Linked DNA regions of Rattus norvegicus: region 1 is linked to region 2. Evidence: chromatin contacts called from public Hi-C data. All regions are on one chromosome and are shown on one strand. Each heading gives the region's core, a stretch centred on a gene start, on an enhancer-like site or on the middle of the called end of the contact. The rest is flanking DNA. Distances are from core to core; before and after follow the strand shown.

The links. A called contact is a pair of places that touch in the nucleus more often than the background predicts.
Region 1: a contact with region 2 is called in a Hi-C map of the A7r5 cell line, with 7 times the contacts expected there. The contact joins the promoter of Zswim7 here to the enhancer-like site in region 2. A contact is called at or near these places in 11 of 12 Hi-C or Micro-C datasets (the A7r5 cell line, the Rat2 cell line, Schwann cells and 7 more) and 1 of 1 datasets of contacts at active chromatin or transcription factors (oligodendrocytes).

What each region holds. Positions count from the first base shown.
Region 1 is chr10:47,467,231-47,470,701 of GRCr8, forward strand. Zswim7 (zinc finger, SWIM-type containing 7) reads right to left here and starts at 1,704. Exons shown (of 5, transcript NM_001163492.1): 1 at 1,614-1,704. The coding sequence starts at 1,689. It overlaps Ttc19 (tetratricopeptide repeat domain 19), which reads left to right and starts at 1,813. Exons shown (of 10, transcript NM_001415772.1): 1 at 1,813-2,033; 2 at 2,131-2,234. The coding sequence starts at 1,853.
Region 2 is chr10:47,217,781-47,221,375 of GRCr8, forward strand. The region is part of intron 2 of Specc1 (sperm antigen with calponin homology and coiled-coil domains 1); the gene reads left to right. LOC134480804 (a long non-coding RNA gene) reads right to left here. Exons shown (of 2, transcript XR_010055653.1): 1 at 2,668-3,595; 2 at 1-2,017. Among named protein-coding and RNA genes, the nearest start is that of Specc1, 81 kb to the left of the region's middle. Within about 2 kb of position 1,416, at least 4 of the 93 cell types and tissues checked have an H3K27ac peak or open chromatin away from gene starts, as enhancers often do. A contact at or near this core is called in the A7r5 cell line, where this site is marked.

The sequences.
Region 1 (3,471 bases), core at 454-2,953, 250 kb after region 2:
ACGTACTGCATAAACTAAGACAGGTAACAATACACAAGTGGATAAACAAGAGGAAAGTAAATTGTAGGAAATGCTAAACTCAAGACCCAAAATGGGAAAAGAGAATTCCCAAGCCTTTAACACTGAAGGAAGATAGCAGTAGCCCGACCGGACACCAGCGAGTCCATACTAGGCAAGTCGGCAGGCTCTAGGCAGATTTCTTTACGAAAATGTAACTGATAAAATGTCTTTTTTTACCTTAACATTTTGAGTGGAGGCCCATGATAGTGGTGAAAAAATTTGAAGTTCAAGTAAAAATACATATGTAGAAAACTAAGTAAGCCAAGATGGTTATAATTCAGGGAAACCAAGTAACCCAGGAAAGGAAATCAAAGCTTCCTACATAGCTCAGTACCAACTAGTTTAAACCATATATGTGCAACCTGTACTTATATTCTGCAAGGTTACCAAGGAAGATCAGGGATTAGGAAGGAGTACTCAGAACCAATATTGAAAAGTGTCCTACTAAAAAGTAAACACAAGAGTCTGTTTCTGAGCTCGGGGTCCCCTTCAGTTGTTGGCATATGTATTAACCCACCAACAGCCCCGTTCTAGCAAGTGTTCTGTAAACATCTCAGAACATCTGCGGTCAAATTCTGCATGCAAGAGCTCACAACAGACTGACAACCCACAACTTTTAGAAATCAAAACATGTTTGAATACCTGGTTGGCTGAATCTTTTACACATACGTAAAAGGCCAAATTGAGACCATTCGTTTGCTTATTTTTCTTGTTCTGTTAAAGCGGTAACGCCAACCCTTTCACAGAGCACAATGAATGGGCAGTAGCAGTCTTGAGCTCTAATTTGACTATCATTTAGAGAGGCTATTTTTGGAAGAGTACTTCTAACTAGTCTACACTCCAAAAGCCTTCTCCCCTCATCCCCGTCTCCCTTTTTCAGATAGTCTCCAGTAGCCCAGTCTGGCCTAGTATTTCGTAGCTGAGGGTTGACCTTGAACTTTCCCTTCTTTTGTCTCCACTTTCCAAGTGCGGAGATTACAGCCATGTGCTCAGTCTTAGGCGGCGGCGGGGAATCCACGGTAGCTCTATACATGCTAGACAAGCCCTCTATTAGCTGAGCTACGCAGTAGATCCTCATTACTAGTTTCCCCCATTGGTAGCTCCTCCTACTCTGGCTGGTAAGCAAAGATCATCCTTGTTTAGTCATTTTGTTGGAGACAGGCATAGGGCGACCTCTACAGGTAGAGGAAAGAAGTACTTTTCAACTTGCAGATTTCTTTAAAGGTTTTGCATCCCTAGAATGTTTTTAGTAAAATATGTTTACTAAACAAAGTAAACAAGAGTGTTTTTTTTAAGCTTTGCATCACGGATTGTGGATAATGATTCCGAGTAACTCAAAATTGTCTAGGCATCTGCCATTCCGCATCCCTGCCCTCGCCCACTCCTTGGGTATACCCAGTGGCTCTCTTCAAGTACCCGGGGTTCCCGCACACCGGCTCGCACTCAGGGATCTGACGTCTAGTCATTCAAAGTCCTCTAGTTTAGCGATTTAACGAGCACAGGCTTCAGGGACAGAGCTATACAGGATAAGAATAAAAGTTCGCGGGCCATACTTCTCGCGCTGTCCCGCACAGCGGCGGCTATCTCGCTCAGGAGCTCCTCCACGACCTCCGGGAGCGTGACCGCCATAGCACGCCGCACGACTTCTCTTCCCGTGGGCTGCGAACTCTTTGCGCGCGGCAGGCCGAAGGCGGGGCGAGGCGGCGTGACGTCATCACGCGTCATCGCGCATGCGGACAGGCGGGGCGTCCCGGGCCAGCCGCGGCTAGTGGAGCTGTGAGGACGCGTCGGCATGTTCCGGCTGCTTCGCTGGCGTCTGGGTCGAACCCTGCTGCGGGCCGCGGGCCGGCGGTGCGGGGGCTGTACTGCGCGCCTACTGCCGGAGCGGGCCGGTGACGCGGGTCCGGGCGCGGAGCGGCTGCGGACCCGAGGCGCGCCGGCGCGGGGGCACCGAGTGCTGCCGCTGTTGGCAGGTGAGCGGAGCGCTCCGGGCGGGGCCGGCCCGGCGGGGGCGGGGGCGGGGGCGCGGGCACGGGCCGGTCCCGGTGACCTCTGAGCCGCTTCTCGCAGCGCTCGCCTGGTTCTCGCGAACCGCGGCGGCAGAGGAGCAGCCGGGAGAGGACGCGACAGACGAGGCGGAGGCAGAGATCATCCAGCTGCTGAAGCGAGCCAAGGTGAGAGGATCGATCGGGCGTGCGCGCTCTCCGCTCCGCTTCCCGAGGCCTGGATGTATTGGCCCGGGGTGGAAAGTTGGGATGCATCCAGACTGGTCCAGGGCGAATCCTGCAGCAAAACCGCTGCAGTTGTGAGTGCAGGTGGAGACGGCACCCTCACAGTTTCCTTATTTATTTTGTCCAAATGTATTGATTGAGGATGTTTTGCGGGGGTGGCTTTAATCAGTTAACATCCAAGCCGAAATAACATTTTGTGCATAGAATATGTATGACGTCCCGAAAATGCAATTTAGTATCATTTATGCCTCTTGGTTCACGTCTAAATCTGTTTCTCCACATCCTTTTATTCCCTCCAGGTTTATTTAATTTCTTCCAACGGGTTCGATATCGACTTAATGCCAACAACGTCCAAATTTGTGTTCACAGACTGCAGTGTGTCACTGACATGCTGTCTCTATTGCAAGGCTCTAGTTATGTCTCAGATTTAGCGTGCCCTCCTCTAAGCACTTTTTCTTAAATTCCTTCCCCAAAATGTGTCTTTAACAGTCTTCTTTTTACCCCCTAAAAAATTAAGCCTAAAAAAAAAACCATAGTGGTTCCTCAGGCAGATCTCTGTGTGTTTGAGGCCAGCTTGGTTTACAAAGCAAGTCCAGGACAGTTAAGACTCTGTTACACAGAGAAACCCTGCCTCAAAAGAAAAAAAAAGGGAAAATATAATGGTTCTTAAATGTGTTGTTGATAATTCCCAGTTACACAGTAATGAACACAATTGCTGTCAAATCCAGAACACTTCTCAAATCACCCCCACCACCACCCTTCCCCTCTATTTTCCTAGATTTTCTCACACAGGTCCTGTTCTCTTGCCCCAACTGCCGTCCATGCAGCAAACTGAGTGATGGTTTGAAAATGTAAATCAGTGTAGTGCCTTCTTGTGTGACAGCTGAGTGACTTCTCCTTGTATCTGAGAAAACACAAAGCTCTGTCAGGGGCTGCAGGACTGGAAGTGATCAAAGCCAGCTGTCTCATCCTCCTGTGGCAGTAGCTGGGATTCAGCGCACGCCCTCTCTCCACCCTCCTTGCCTGTCTCCTGAAGAACCATTCTTTTCAGCCTATGGGGCTTTACCCGTGACTCTTGGGGTCATTCTTCCGTCCACTTTGTTACATGGTTAACTCCTCAGTCATCTTACCTCCTTTTACTCTCATTTTCTTGAACATGGTTTCCTTTGTCATTCCTCTG
Region 2 (3,595 bases), core at 166-2,665:
CTTCTCTGCCTCCTGCTTATGGATCTAGACTTGAGCTCTCAGCATTTCCTGCCACCATAATTGAACATTTCTTTGTAAGTTACCTTGATCACAATATTTGTTACAGCATTATAAGAGTAACATATAACGTCTTAGTGTTTCATTGCTGTGAAGAGACCATGACCAAGGCAACTCATAAAAGCAAACATTTAATTGAGGCCGGCTTACAGTTTCAGAGGTTCAGGCCATTATCATTGAGGTGGGAAGCACGGCAGTATGCAGGCAGACTTGGTGCAGGAGGAGCCAGGAGTTCTACATGTTGATCTGAAAGCAGCTTTAGAAGACTGCAGTCCACAGGCAGCTAGAAGGCTCTCTTCTACACTGGGTGGAACTTGAGCACTAGACCTCAAAGCCCGCCCATACCATGACATACTTCCTCCAACAAGTCCACGCCTACTCCCAAAAGGCCACACCTCCTAATAGTGTCACTTTCCATGGCCAAGCATAGTCAAACTACCACAATACCCTTAGTGTTATTTTCCTTCCTATCTCCTTCTTCTATATTGACCTTCTGCTCTTCTCCTCAATTAAAATCCCCCACCCCTTTCTTCTTTGTATCACTGTATCCTGCTGTTCCCTCTCGAGCACGTCTGCCTCCCTACCATGTACCTTTCTTGGTTTCTGCAGTTCTTTTACATTATACACCTGAAGATCTGGAGCTCAGAACCTCAGATAAGAGAGGACATACAACATTTGCCTTTTCGTGTCTGGATTACCTCACTCGAGATAGCTAGTTCCATCCATTTCCTGGCTAGGTCCAGGTGTGAGATGTGAGGTGGACTAGGCAGAGAGGTTGGATGTCAGGACAGTGTTTAAGAAATGTACAGGAGTGGTTCTGAGGATAGTGTGGTGCTGGTCATTTCCAAAGCAATGGCCGTTGCTTCAGAAAGGTCTTCCATAGGGAGTGTACTTGTGTGGTACTATTCTTCATGGTCATTGGCCTGACCGTAGAATAGCAGGGTCTTAGGAAGAGGTGAACTGAGCCTGCACCTTGCCAGCCCTACCTTTTCCAGCTGGGGGGGAGGGGTGAAAACTCCAGAGGGCAGGAGAAAAGAGGGGGAAAGGTGATAATCAGAGAAGCAAGCAGACTTCCTTCCTTAGGGAAAACTTATAAGCACACAGGACAATAGAATTTCTTGCCCATATTTCTACAGCACCACCTGGGCTTACATAGGTGATGTTTGTCTGAGAGCAAATGGATGTGGATGTCTGAACTGTTCACAAATAGGGAACTGAATCCAATCCACCCAAAATAGAACTGATGCTGGCTGAGCTGCAGACGCTGGAAGAACAAGGTAGGGGATGAAATGCAGAGAGAGTGGGCAAGGATGCCGCTGTGAACCCTCCTTGTGGTACAGGCCACATCACTCCAGCCGCAATAAGGAGCCAGACCTGTGAGTCAGGGCTTAGTCAGTTATAATCAACAAAGCGTTGGTTTGAGTTTATATGAGCAGAAAAGAAATTCAAGTTGTACCTCACTGTCCACAGGCATTGTCTTCCAGGATTACCATGGATGCCAAAGTCTGTGGGTACTCGGGGGCCCTATCAGAGACAGTGTGTGTTTTATAGAACCTACAAGTCCTTCCATGTGCCTTACACTCCAGCATCTCTGGATTACTTGTAATATCTAATTCTATGTAAATAGCTGTTACACAGTGCTTTGAGGAATCAGGTAAGGAGAATAATCTACATTTTATGTACTGAGGCTCCCCCCCCCCCGTTTTTAAGTAGAGTTGGCTAAGTCCAAGGATGACAGAGCCCAAGATCCCCACATCTCTGTGGCACCAGGGTTCAAGAATGCATCTCAGAGAGGCTAGGCCAAGGACTGGACTCCAGAGCTGGTCTCTACTCACCTCTGCCCACTGCTTTTCTCTCACCTCCCAACGCCTAGCCTCGCCTGGTGTACGTATGAAGCATATGGCCAGCCTACTCACCTCCTGTGTCTCTTGGAAAGCCTAGTCGCCTTTTTGTTCATGTTCTACTTGTTGACAAAAGGAAAGGAGAACAACAAGGAAAAACAGAATTAGGAAAAAAAAAACCAAAACAAAAACCTGAGTACTTAGATGCTGGTCTCATGCTGGCCCTACACAGGCTGCTGGGCCCTGCAGCTAGAAACCTGTTTGGGGAGGTCAAGTTGTCCCAGCATATCCTGCAGCAGCATATCCTGGAAGAAGTACAGGGTCCACCATTTGAGTCTTGAGACCCAAACAGTGTTCTGCGACAGTTCCTACAGGACAGTCTCAATGTGGTCGCCACCTTTGGCAATGGAATGTGGCCAATCAAAATGGAGACATGATTTCATCCAGGTTTGGAGAGTTAGTACCAACAACTGCAGGAGAGCTCACTAATATACACGTGGGCTGTGGATGATGACACTGCAGCCAATGACAGACACGTGTGACGCTCTGTAAGATTATAACGGGGCTGTAGAATCCCTGTGGCCTAGTGGCATAGCTACTGTGTCAGAGCACAGTGCATTGCTCACGCATGTGCGGTGACGTGTTCGTGTGACTGCTTTGCCAGTCGCATGAGGGAAAGGCAACTATCTATTCATTGTGATAAAGTTTCAGATGCTGATAACCAGATGTGTTTGATAACTGTGGGTTTGATGACTATTCTGGAACATACCTGCTTACAAAGAAAGAAATGTGCTGTGAAATGGCCATGGAGCTGTGGTGGTCTTGTTCACAGGTGCTGTTGCCTTCGTGTCCTGAGGCTGTCCTTTCTTTTGTCTTGATTTAATCTTGTGTTCTATGTTCATCATGGCCCCAGAAAGAATATCTACATACATACACACATACATATATTATCCAGATACTCTATATTTACCATACAGCTTATTATACAGTGATTTGTGGGCACACACTCAGTGATGTTTATACCACAAAAGGATTGCCTAACGATGCAATTTCTCAGGCTATCTCTTCATTAAATGACTATGGGCATTTTAGATTGATCACATAGAGATAATATCTTGATAGATTCACTTAAAAATAAATTCCTTTGTGTGTGTGTGTTCATTTGTGGGGGGGGTACATGCATGTGTGTGTGGAGGCCAGAGGTCACCATCGGGGATCTTATTTGATTGCTATCTACCTATATTTTGAGATGATCTTACTAAACCAGGAGCTCACCGGTTGGCTAGGCTGGCTGGCCAATGGGCCCCAGGCATTCACCAGTCTCTGTTCTCCCTGGGTTGTTGCTGCCCTTTTATGTGGATGTTGGGGATCCGAACTCAGGTCCTCATGCCTGTGCAGCAGAAACTGGCATAACTACCATAAAGTCCATAGAGTCTTTGTCTGTCTGTCTGTCTTATCCATCAATTTATCCCTCTCCTTCTATCCCCTTCCTTCCTCTCTTCCTTCCTTCTTCCCTTTCCCCTTTCTCGCACTCAGTTTCTTTTTTCTTCTCTTCCCTGCCTGCCTGCCTTCCTTTTCATTCTTTGTTTCTTTCTTTGTTTCAACAGGATCTCACCTCTCACAGTCCTGGAACTCACGGTATAGACCAGGCTGGCTTCAAACTCACAGAGATTCATCTGCCTCTGCCTCCCAAGTGC